Linked DNA regions of Drosophila melanogaster: region 2 is linked to region 1. The links are chromatin contacts, called in public targeted proximity ligation maps. All regions are on one chromosome and are shown on one strand. The core of a region is the stretch at or near the end of the contact, and the rest is flanking DNA. Distances in the headings are between cores, read along the strand shown. Region 1 holds the start of lncRNA:CR45898 (long non-coding RNA:CR45898). Region 2 holds the start of Cpr73D (Cuticular protein 73D).

Region 1 (6,041 bases), core at 3,148-5,647:
GGCCAGCTATGAGCATCATCCCAGTGACACGGCCACGAATACGTACTACAAGTGGCGCAGCGATGGAGCGGACCGTCTGCAGGACTACGATGCCCAGTCGGATCCGTTTAACTTCCTTTACGAGCAGCACTCCAATCTGAGGGCCCTGCAAACGGGTGATTCCAGTGGTATCCACCGGCAGGCCAGCATTGGTTCCACTTCCAGTGGCAGCTTTGATTCATCCACCTACCGTAAGAGCAAAACTCCCACGCATTTGCGAGAGCAGCTGGAGCAGCTTAAAACCCACTCCAACGACGATCTGCTGGAGGATCAGCAGCGGGAGGAGGATGAGCGTGAGAAGTACAAGACAGTCACCCTAAATAGCTTTAGGAAGTCCTTCAGGGACCGCTTGCTGCAGCAGCAGAAGGAAACGCCCCACAATCCCGCCTGGTTTGTGGAAGTTCCCGGCCAGCCAACAACCACGAAACCTCTGGAACGTCGCGAGTCCAAGGAGAACCGTCCCGATTTCCTGGTCTTCGACAATGATAACTACCGCCCTCAGTCGCGTTCTCCACTCCGGGATCGTCCCTCTCGTTCCGCCACCCGTTCTCCGGTGAAACGCAACGAAACTTTCCGGGTCACGCAACCCTCAGTGCGTCATATGTCGCCATCGCCGACACCCACACCTGCTCCCTCCATTCGCATCGAGATCAAGAACTCCATATCACCGCATTCTCCGGGCAGATTTGTGCCCGTGGGCGTGGCCAAGCCCATGCCCACCACGGAGTACTATGCGCAAAGACTGCTCGCGAATAGAACCAGCATGAGCCCCAGTCCAAGTCAAAACCAGGGCTCTCGATGGTACCGCCAGCAGAACTCACCCACCCGGTTGAGTGTGGGTCACCAGCAGCAGCAGCACCAGCACCAGCCCAGCCACCTCAGCCAGCAGCAAAAGGGAGGACGAACCCTGGTGCACATTGTATCCGACCAGAGTAAGACCATGACGCCACCAACCCGAGGCAGGGCGCCAACAAGAATCCAGCTGTATGACAATAAACCACAGAGTAGACCACAGGCAACGACCTACTTTGGCGGCCACTACAATGCACCTGTTAAGCCCGGCCCGCGATCAGCATCCACTGGTGGACCCACCGTTTATCTGGGGCGTCGCGAACCACCAATGACACGTGCCACCACCACCACCAACGCCACCACCAGCAACAGAAGCATCGCCAACAGCACCACCGCCCACATGGCCGCCCCCGTGCCACGACGCAACCGTTCGCCGATCAAAATGCCCTGGCGGTAGGCGTTAACCGAATATCTTATATAGAGATATGTGTATGTCATATTGCCAATCGAGAATCAAGAATGAGTGGATGACATATATAGCTGTTCTTTCCAAAGTGACAAAGTCGTCGAAGTTGCGTCATTATCAGAGCTGGGAGCTCAGCTTTGCCAACGTTGTTTGTGCCCCTCCGATAATGGGCAAATAAATGATTTATGTAGCCCCATCAGTCCGAACAATTCGTATCGTGTGTTGTGAACTTTTTCTACGTAAAATTATTTTTAAGTAAATACAAAAATAAACGACAAACAGATAATGCAAAATGTGAGACCCAGCGGGGGATTTTTTTTACGATTAAATGGCTTCGGCGAACTCCAAAAAGCACTCGGGACTTATTATAGTACAGAGTGTTAACTGTCAGTTTTGAGTTGCCCCCAAAAAGAGTGCTCTGAACTTGCTAGATATACATTAGTGCTATCAATGTATAGTAACAGATGGATGGATATGCGAACATATAGCTATGAGTCTCTCTATGACTAACGTGCATGAAAATGAGCCAGTGTTACGTGACAAGCATTTAATATGGTCACTCGATTGGTCTGATGGGCGGGGTGAGGGGATTTTCTAGTTAGAAAGCAGCTGATGAGCTCTTGGCCATATTTGGGCTGAGAATATGTATTTGTACTCGCAGGCAAATTATGGAATAAATTGTCTTTCCCCCAAACCAAAACAAGAGGCGCTGGTGATGTCAGCCGTCTATCCATGCGCTTCTCCTTATTTTCATTCTACGAATGCAACCAAACAAACATTCAAATTCTTTCTATTTCAAACTGGGAATTCCCATAGAAAAGAACTCATTTATGACTAGATGCCTTCTCTGCGCTTCTCAAAATTTGTACTTAACCGGTGCACCTTAATACCAAAATGACACTCGGTCTTAATAATAAATACTTATATAAATTTTAATAATTCATTAAAAATAAAATCTTAGATATTAATGTTTCGGATGCTGCTATTAACAATAGAATGCCTGAAATACTAAACTATGTTTTAGAATAAATTTCCTTTCACCAAGTCAATACACTAAAGCTTAAACTAATGTCAACGGCCTTTCTATGCTCTTCTTAAAAAGACTATCTTAAAGTAAACCTAAAATAAGACAATGTAGTTATTTTAAAAGCTGAGAACTGAAAGCTCCTTACCCCATCTTAACTGTATTGTTTTGATGACAAAATCAATTTTCATTATTTGTCATTCAGTGAATAGGATTCGATCTAATCTCATTGCTAGTACTAGACTATTGTTTCGCGGGGCTTTATAAAACAAAATATTAGAACCAGGTTTCATTTATTTAAAACTCCTTCTTAAACGCGAAATGGCCACCGCACAAGCAGCGATTTCGCTGACCGCATCCGTCTTTTGGCTATTCGCTAATTAGTGGATCATTGCCCCAGTCTAACTTCAGATTAACTCTGCGCACATTTCACTTTCTAATCTGGCAGGCCAACGAGGCCAGCAAAAGACTAGTCTCTGCCCAAAAGCTCTTTTAAGTGGCAAGATCGTAGAGACATCTTTGGTCAGTGCAACTACAGCTTCAGTTTTTGCTCGGATCTAGGCATGAGCTTGAACTAAATTAGTCTCAGTTGGCGAGACGCACTTTGTTTGGCCAGATTTCGAGTTGCGTTAATGTGAACTAGAGTGTGAAAATCACTATGTTTGCAATGTAAGCTAATACGCAGATTAACCTTGCTAATACGGCTGGAGTCTTGGCGCTTTTTATTTTTTTTTTAGTTTTGCGTGGGTCTACAAACAGGTTGAATTTAGACTTTGAATCATCATCATCGCCAGTAAATAGCATCGGGCTAATTCGTGATCGTTGGGTCGGAGGTTCCCTCAACTCAGTCCCCAAAAACTCCACTTGTTCCGTCTGTGAATTTGTTAATTTGGCTTGTATTTTCGGTACTTTACTTAAGTGTGTCGGCTTTTTTTTTCGGGTCTGTCTCTTTTTTATTTGGGTTGTGTTTTGCAATGAACAAACACTTACTGTTCTGTTGCTTGCGCTTTAAAAGATATACTATGTACTACGCATAGATTCAATTCCAAGTAACCGAGGACCGGTTTTCAGTTTTTTTGCTGTTGATACCGCCAACTGAGACGACGACCTACGGATTTTAGTACCCTGTAGCGGTTTTTTCGGTTAAGGTATTTTGAATTGTCATAAAATGTGATAACTAAGGAAAAATCAGTAAGTATGACAAAAGTGGAGATTAAGATTTCTGTTCCAATGTTTAATTTAGTGCTGTATTTATACCTAAATTCGTGGAATTTAATAAATACAACTGAAGTTTATATAAAAATAATTATTTAAATATTCAATATTTGACTAAAATAAATTATGGAAAATGTCAACATTGCGTATGCGTGATATTTAGGCTTTCAATGATTTCTATTTGGTAGTTTTGTCTTACTAATAATTTGTTTTACAATTTCTATTATCTGTAAGTTTAGGTAAACTATCTTTGAGTTTAAATGTAACCATATCACTCTCATTTTACTGCAGACAAACAGTCAACAGCCGGTGGCATAGCGTCATTGTTCGAAAATGTGGTGGCTGAACGAACTTTGATTCAGTTTTGTTTATTTTTCGATATTTTGCTATAAATTTCGCTTGGCTGTGCCAGAGTTTTGCCGCCACCGAGTGGGAGTCCCCAAGTGCGTGGGCATATCAGAACTGGACTGACCACCATTAGAGCCAGATTTGTATGCGCTAAATTTTTACATGACTGCGCGCCCAAAAATGGCAATTGCAGCATAATATTTCTCGTATCGCGAAACCGAAGTCAGCTCATGTTTATTTATACTAGAGATTATGGTAATTAAAATGAAATTGGTTCACAGACGACAAGACGGCACATGAGATCATAAATTCGGATGAGATTTTGAAGGAGGAATACAAATTGGATGATAATCTAGGCATTACATTAAATCCGACTGGGTGAAATGTGTTTAATATCGAATTACAGCGCCATAACATTTTGTGAAAGTTTCGCCATCATGGATTTATTGACATACCCATTCGTTTAATTGGAGACACATTAATCTTTGCACACAGCCAAATAACAAAAAAAAAAGGCAGCACAAAGTCAAAGCGGAAGACAAAGCGGCGACCCGCCTAAGTGGAAATCAAACATTTGCCGAACAGCGGGCCAAGTTGCAACTTAATGCCAATAATATCCGCGCATCGGGCGCAAATGTTTGCCCTGTCTATGTCTACGCTGCCCTCGAATCGTAGTACCCTCGACCCCTCGAATCCTCGTCCCTAGTCCTTATCCCCCCGCCCCCTTCCATTGTCTCCCCGGCACTTTATTCCGCCGCTTTGAACTGGGTCAGCATCGATTTTTGGCCAGCGACGTGTCACAATTATCGCTGCCAGCGATGGATTCGATGTCACCCAAATGGCAGTTCTGCCTTAAAATGCCAAAAAAAAAAAATTGATGTAATGTCCCTGCCCGAATATTAGATACCTAGTTTTATGTGTCATGCATAAATATTAAAGCCTGCCCTAAAAGATTATCAGATGGTAATAAAGTTTTAGATTATGATTTAGATTATATGATAGATAGTTAGATAGTTCTGCGATATCTCCTCTGTTTTCAATTTATATGTTTCAAGTTGCTAATAAAGATTTTCAAAAACCAACAAATATGATATTCCTTTTATTCTACCTACCTATATGACCAATTCGAGTGCACTGTGGGCAGCTCTAGACATCCTGAATATTAATGTGCCCGGGTCAAAGCAATGAAAAGTCAAGTCTTGTGTTTATTGGCAAGCGTTAAGGATTACATATAGCCATAGTTCGAAAGCAAAGGAAGCAAAACAATTTTTACTGCAGTCCTCGAACTCGGCACAAAGGCAAAAGGCAAGTTTGGCCAAAAATGGAAGCGTGCCAAGTGCAATTTCTGTTTTGCTGTTTTGTTTGTCGGCTTGTCTTGGTTCGGCGTGTATTTTTGGAACAAGTGCAACATCCACGCCGGCAACTGCAACATCAACATCCGATTCGCGGCAGCAACTGCAACTGCAACTGAAGCTGCCACTGCCACAAACATATGCATACCCCCCGTCCCCCGCCCCCTCTGACTGGGCTTAACTTCTGGCATGTGCCGGCGCTTTTCTTTGGCTCCCCGGCAGCTGGCCAACAGCGATTTCCATGCATTTGCATCCGGAGTCCGGCAATTTCATTTCAGATACGGCCAGAACAGAAGTACATGGCATTGTTTGGCGCAATGGCGCGTAAATGAGCAGGGCACAAATTAAGATGTACAATCGTAAATCGGTTTTGTCTGGGCGCCCTGGTTTTTTATTTCGCATTTTAGCATGTTTTTTTAATGTATTAAATGGGGGTAGTTTCTCGAAGTACATAATGCATGTTGGCTGGGTGCAATAATAATCTTGAATAGTAAAAAAGTATAATTATCTTAATGCATTTGAATTATTTGTTGAAGTAGAAGGGATATTTAGGACAGGATGCACTTAAACACATTGCTACGTTGGGTTGCATCAAAAAAAATTCATATTAATTTTTTCGTTTTAATTTATAACATTTATAAAACGCTGCAATCATGATTCGCATCATATTCAAAATATTTAATATGTTTACCTAAATCACCCAAAAAATAAATATGTAACTATCGCAGGAATAATACAATTAAAAACGTAAATTATTAACTTAAATCATAAAGACATTGTGGAAAACTTTTTTCAGTGTCTTCTG
Region 2 (6,783 bases), core at 2,321-4,820, 75 kb after region 1:
CAGGTCCGTTGCCAGTACTATAAATATCAATAGTAAATAAACAATAAAATAATATAACAAATAAAAATATACAGTCCACTAATAGAAAATGTACTTCTACATAGAAAAAGCAAAATGTTTAAAATAAGTTAATTAAGTACAAATTGTTGAATTAAAAATAATATAAACCATAATTGTAATCCAATAAAATTAAAAGCCAGAAAAACTAGGCCCATTGAAATCTTAGTTGCAAAATAAATGAACATATATCAAATAAATACAGTCCACTACTGTTATAAATGCAACTAATATACTAATGTACATCTCAGCTTTGCTGGCCCTTTGGCAGAATGTTCACACATGAACACGAATATATTTAAAGACTTACAATTTTGGGCTCCGTTCATATCTTATGTAAATGAATCGAGAGCGATAAATTATATTTAGGATTTTGTTATCTAAGGCGACATGGGTGCATTGCTCAAAAACATGTAATTTAAGTGCACACTACATGAGTCAGTCACTTGAGATCGTTCCCCGCCTCCTAAAATAGTCCCTTAGTGGGAGACCACAGATAAGGTCCTCGCCGCTCAAGATAGGCAGATGTGCCCGAGCGTGGGACCTCGATAAGGCGGGGACTATTTACGTAGGCCTCTGCGTAGGCCATTTACTTTAAGATGCGATTCTCATGTCACCTATTTAAACCGAAGATATTTCCAAATAAAATCAGTTTTCTTACAAAAACTCAACGAGTAAAGTCTTCTTATTTGGGATTTTACAATGTCTTTGACTGTATATCGGACCAAATTACCGGCTACTGTCTGGATCAATACAGCAGATATTAGTCTCTGTCTAGTGTGCGTAGCAATTAAATGGTTTAGTGCAAGTTGAATTCCAGTTTTTGTGTCAGGCCGCGACTATTGCGACTATTCCTGAGAAAAACAATGTAGGTGGCTTCAAACATTGTTGGAAATTACTAAACATATGTTTCTCGCTTTTCTTTTGAAAATTTCGTTTCAATGTTTCTTAAATAACTTGATATGATTTCACGGATATTCAAAATGGAAAAGTGTCAAGCAGAAGTCAACCCAATCGTGGTTACAAAAAAATAATAATAATAAAATAATAATAATAATAATAATATCTTGAACCTATATTATTAAATTAAAGGTATCAAATGGTTTAAGTAGATTACGGAAAAATTTTGAATTCTTTACATATTACTTACAGACTTTTTACATCGCGCCTTTCATGATCTTCCACAGTGGCGCCATCTGCAGTCGCATAGGAATAAGCTCTGTATGCTAGTGTTACCGCTCACCAAAACTGTAAAAATAATCGATATCTGGCACAAAACGATAGCGTTTCGATATGTTTGAGAGTCCAGGCCGTGCGCTAGCATTAACAGTCCCACCACTAACGCAAAAGTTTTCGGCTGTAAAAACGTAAATATTTAAACTTTAAGCAAGTTTAGTGTAAAAATAATCAAATCATGTGCGTTAATTTGCAAAAAGTCTGCGGGGCTATGGTCCATTTAGACTTAGTACTGGATTCAGCGGAAAACTCGCATTTCGCGTGCTTTTCACTTGTCCCACATTCGAGGTCCGCTTTTGCATCATGTGGAATTCCAGGAATTACCATCATCGTTTCAGCGATCAATGAGACACTGCCGCGTGTTCCCCTTTCTAAAAAGTGCATTTAGCAGGCATTTGATTGGTATTTTCCAACGTTTTTCCCCATTTAATTTCAAGGACTGTTCTTATATAATTGGAAAAGTGCAGGTGGGCGTCTCGTCGGCGGAAAAGCGCTTGCGCCGGCCGCCCCAAATGAAAAGTGAAATTTCGCAATGCAAAACAAGCGACGTCGGCGACGTCACATGTGGTTTTTTGTAAAATTAACTTGCCGCATTGATGACGCAATTGACCGAGTGCCGCGTGTGCTTTTCTCCCCGCCGCCCAATGAATCATCAATCAAAAGCAATGGCAATAGCAACAGCAAACCGCAAAGAAAGCGCGCGGCCGCATTGTCTGGGGCAGCACAACTAGTTATTTTTTTCTGCTGACGGATGTGGATCATCTGCCACAACCTATCATAAGTCGGCTGCAAAGGCCCCAGATCGGGAATAGTAACCACAAAAGTATTATAGTACTACGGAACCTCTACCTCCCCCTCGCACCCCGCTCCGCAATTACTTCATGCCCTTGGACCGCTCTTCTTCTTCTTCGCCTAGAGGGGGCTCGTCCAGGGTTTTTTTTTAATGGAATGCAAAACCCCACTGAGTGCGTCTCTCTTGCCTTCTTATACCCTTTTATAGGGTATCATGGCAATTTAATGTTTTACGCCAACTACGATAATAGCTTTTATTCAGTCTTAGACTAATTGGTACACTGATATCTACATAGTTATCATTCGATAGTCAAATTACCATTTCCGCTATTTTTTAGAGCAACATTAAAATTTACATTTTGCCACAAAAACCAAATAATAGTTTTTTATATAACTTTCTACATTATACATTTTTTTCGATAGAAAGTTAAACTATTAAATACTATAAAATACAACAATTCTAAAATAACTAAGAGTATCTAATGATCGGTGCCTCTTGAGTGTTCATTAATTTCGCACTCGCATCAAGGTAAATGGTTGTGTCTGGTGTGTGAACTTGAAACTTTATTGATTAGCGGAAAGGTAATTGATACACGCACAAATTCACTTGCGCTTGACCTATTAAATGCACTGTGAAAAATATGTTAAGAAATTGTTAAGATGTGATTCTGGATAGTGTACCAAATTTAATTTGAGTTGAGAAATCTTTTAGATATACAAACATTTTGTATTTTAATATTGTTTCTCGTTGTCTTTGGTATTATGTGATAAACAAGTTCTATGAATGTATTATACATTTTATTTTTTTGTGTATATCATACCGCTTTTTCTCTCCTCTCGTTTTTGGCTGTGTGGGCGGCATTCTTTGAAATGCCGGCTGACGAACGGACTTTGGGATTGTTGTAAACAAATTCGGGCTATAAATACGCAAGACATGGGCAACAACCAGGAGGCGAGGCGGTTAGATAAACGGAGGAAGTGCGGTCAATATGTAGATACATGAGTATGTACCTGACTGTTATCAGGTCCACCGATCGGCGACCGACCCAACCCCCTTTTGCCAGAAGATAAAGATACAACGCCGAGTTGTCATGTGGCCGCTTTGTGTGTTTTTATCACACACACACTCTGTATTTTTCTTCCAAGCTTGCAGCCCGCTCGGCGGTTCGTGAAGAGCAAATTCGATTTCTAAATTTTATATTTCACTCTCGAAGGCGGCCGCTTTTGTATTTTCGCTTCAGTCGACGCGCAGCACTCAGCACGAACAAACGTTTGACGCGTATCTGCGAGATACGGATACGAGTACGACGAGTACATATATTCGGTTGGTTTTTGGAGCAATCGCATGCAGTATATGCGTATATATTATACGGTGTCTTGATTCATTCCACCGCGGTGCAGTGCATATACAGTCGGAACTAGACCTTCCACCGACCGAAAGCCTAATGGATTTTTCCAGTCATGCTTCGAATTGTGGAACTGCAAGCTCATCCGTCGGACTATTTCACACTAATTAGCTCCATCATCTGGCCGTTCTAATAACTCAGCTGCTCTCACGCGAGCAGCTCTTCGTTTTTTTATTTTTTGCACTTATGTAATGTGTTTTCGTAACATCGACGTCGAGCAGAATATAATTGCAGGGAAAGCAGTATGTGAAAAGCGCCAGCACAAAACAAGCAAACAGATAAATGACACTGAAAGAAAATGTCGGGCTGCTAAATTGAATTATCTATTGTGGGGTGGACAATGTAACTGTAATTGTAGCTATGACCGAATCAAATAACCCGAGTGATGCACTTTCAAATACTTAGCTTTGACCACTCCAAACCGGTTAGCCGTTCCAATTGTTTTCTTTCATTTTTTGTGCTCTCATATCTGGGGGCCAGTATTTTGTAATCACTTCATTTGGATCGTCTGGCCAGCATGCGTTCGTCGATAAGACATGTGACCTGGCCACGCATTCGTTGCCCCATAAGTTCTCATTCCGAATTTCATTCAATTTGTACGTATTTTTTGCACGACTGGCTTTAGATAGGGATTCAATTACGACATCCGCACGCGCTAGCCTATCGCCAATAATTTGATTAATAACTTGACAAATTCTGGAAGTGCTGGCGTGGCATGACTGGAGGCCGGTTAAGCGCCCTCCTCTTATCACTGAATTGCGTCTAGAGGGTTCTGCGTTTAGTCATGGACCACAGGAATTTATAACTCCAAGCCAGGGACATTCGCTCTTGACGCCTTTGCGTTATCTGGGCAAACTCGTTTTGGGCCAAATACCCAGGTGAATGCTCACTGTGATTCGGAGACGGCAAACAAAAAGTGAGGGCAAATATTCACAACTGATTAAAAGTTGGGAAACGAACAAACTGCGCAAAAAGCAGCTGGCTCTCCCTATATAAAACCCCCCCATTTCACCATTATATTTGGGGGCCAAAGTATCTCCGCCATTTCTTGGCTGATTATCAAAAAAGCGAGCGACGGACTGGCGTATGGCATCACGTGTGCTTTTTTCCACCAAGCGATCCCCCGATCTCAACGGTCTAGTCTGGCTTTGGACGTATGTAAATTCCCCCCGCATCCATTCAATTGTGAACTTGTTTCGTGAGCGTGAGGGAATTTCATAACTGGCCCACTGGCCTGGCAACGAGTTCGGAACATTCGGTTGATCGGTGACACAGTTAAAACCCAGAACATGACCATGACGTAAAAACTTCTAGGCTATCTTATCGCGTTTACAGCAGCCGAGGGTCAGGAGTTCGGTGTTTAGGGGGTGGCACTGGCACTATCTTTTACGTGGCTTGTTTGTCAACAAAGCCGCCATCGATTAATCAGTTGGAAGTGATATAATAGTGGGCTGATAAGATCTTCACTAAGATTGTCTCTTTCTTTCAGTTCTATTTTGTAAAGCTACAAAATGCATAGAGCCCACACAGCCTTCAGCCTGGCCTTGTCGCCGATGGCGCACAAGAACTTCGCCACATGGCTGCTCAAGAGCAGCAGCAGTCAGCAGGTGAGTTTGGTCGATATAACCATAACTCCAAAGAAAACCCCAACTAATGAGCCCCCAATCTTTGGCAGATGGCCAAGGTAACTGCAGCGGCCGCTGTGCGCACCTACAACTCCGCAGCTGCCGAACCTTTTGCCAACGGCAGCACCGCCTCCTACGTGGAGGAGATGTACAACGCCTGGCTTCGGGATCCCACTTCCGTGCACACCGTAAGTATCCCTATTAAACAGGGTTTTATTTCTGCGCCTTTTTAAATTCAACTCTTGATTTTGAGTCATCGATAAACCAGTTTCTAGTGTTTATTTCTGAAGCGGAAGTGCTTTATTACCTTTTAAAAACCACTTAAAAATGTTAAGAGCTTATACTAAAGGGAACCAAACTTCTCTGCAATAAAAAATATAATAAAAGCCTAATAAAACGGTGATCCTGGAATAATGCATTCACAATAAATGACATGACAATAAATCCTTATTGATTCATTCTTCTTTTAGTCCTGGGACGCGTACTTCCGCAGCAACAGCTACGTTAGCCCGCCCAACTTGGCGCCCGTGCAGGCCAACACTCTGCCGCTGACCGCCTTCAACTTTGGAGGAGCCGTCGCCGGCGCTGCGCCCGACTCCAAGACCATTGACGACCATCTGGCCGTCCAGGCCATCATCAGGAGCTACCAGGTATGTCGACTCGTGCTGGCTCAATTACTTGGTTTCCAGCCGATCGGTGGAGATTGCAGCCAGAGTTGGCTCTTTTTGTTTTGTTCTCCTAGGTTCAGTTAATGTTTATGTTTAGATTATGATCAGTAGAGTTGCCTTTGCCCCCCCTTATGTGTGTTCACAATTGTCCATTTACCCAGACCAAATCATTTCGAATCCAGTATTCATGGTAGATTAGAAAATACTTCGTTGACTCACCCACGCCATCCACAGTATCCATAGAGTTAGACATTCACTCCTTCATGAGTAGTTTGGTTTTCTGTTCGATCACATCCATTTCGGTTCACCAAATAGTTATATATTAAGGGGATTTGTCACTTTTGATTGCACCATTCCTCATTAGCTAATAAGATAAATAAATATCGAAATTATTTGCAATTATCCAAGGGTATTCTGATTAAATTGCCAGAGAAGCAGTTAATTTTAATTTGCATATGATATACATTTTTGCTAAAGTTAAGCCTGTTGTTTTTTAGCTTGTTAAGTTTCTAAAGCCATACGATAACTTCCTGGCGTACGCATTTAACTTGATATACCTATGTCCTATGATCTACCCTGTACACCTCTTTACATATAATCAACCAATCTGTCTACGATATGTATGTACCATATAGTCACGAGGTCATTTGGCATCTGATCTGGATCCGCTTGGAATTTTGACTCGCGAAAAAACCGTCTGCAAGGATGGGCTAGCACGTCGTGCTAACGAAGATGTGCTCAGGCAGCACTCTGGGTTTTTGTTTGGTAAATTCTTTTACACAACTGTTTCATTTAACCCCCAGTCGCACCACTCAATCCCAAACCTGATGCACCATCCTGCTACTACCCACTCGCCTAGTTACTAAGTTCAGCACTCAAACTTACGCAATTGGTTTTGAAAGTAACTCGTGCTTACCATTTAACAGCCGAAGAAGGTTAAATGAAATTCGGAGTTGATGAGGAAGGGACACATGACCCTTTGTAGGATTAAGTTAGCGA

The links.
Region 2: a contact with region 1 is called in a targeted proximity ligation map of the Kc167 cell line, with 4 times the contacts expected there. A contact is called at or near these places in 6 of 107 Hi-C or Micro-C datasets (the D17-c3 cell line, the Kc167 cell line, embryo and 2 more) and 1 of 7 datasets of targeted methods (the Kc167 cell line).

What each region holds. Positions count from the first base shown.
Region 1 is chr3L:16,877,794-16,883,834 of dm6, forward strand. lncRNA:CR45898 (long non-coding RNA:CR45898) reads left to right here and starts at 4,398. Exons shown (of 1, transcript NR_133257.1): 1 at 4,398-4,746. All of the region lies in intron 2 of Lmpt (Limpet), which reads left to right. It overlaps CG32170, which reads left to right. Exons shown (of 1, transcript NM_168692.4): 1 at 1-1,579. The coding sequence ends at 1,288.
Region 2 is chr3L:16,954,119-16,960,901 of dm6, forward strand. Cpr73D (Cuticular protein 73D) reads right to left here and starts at 3,571. Exons shown (of 5, transcript NM_001316452.1): 1 at 2,907-3,571; 2 at 1,208-1,414. Ogdh (Oxoglutarate dehydrogenase) reads left to right here and starts at 704. Exons shown (of 13, transcript NM_168704.4): 1 at 704-925; 2 at 1,210-1,424; 3 at 4,981-5,098; 4 at 5,167-5,304; 5 at 5,587-5,766. The coding sequence starts at 5,003. Obp73a (Odorant-binding protein 73a) reads left to right here. Exons shown (of 4, transcript NM_001347747.1): 4 at 762-824. The coding sequence ends at 824.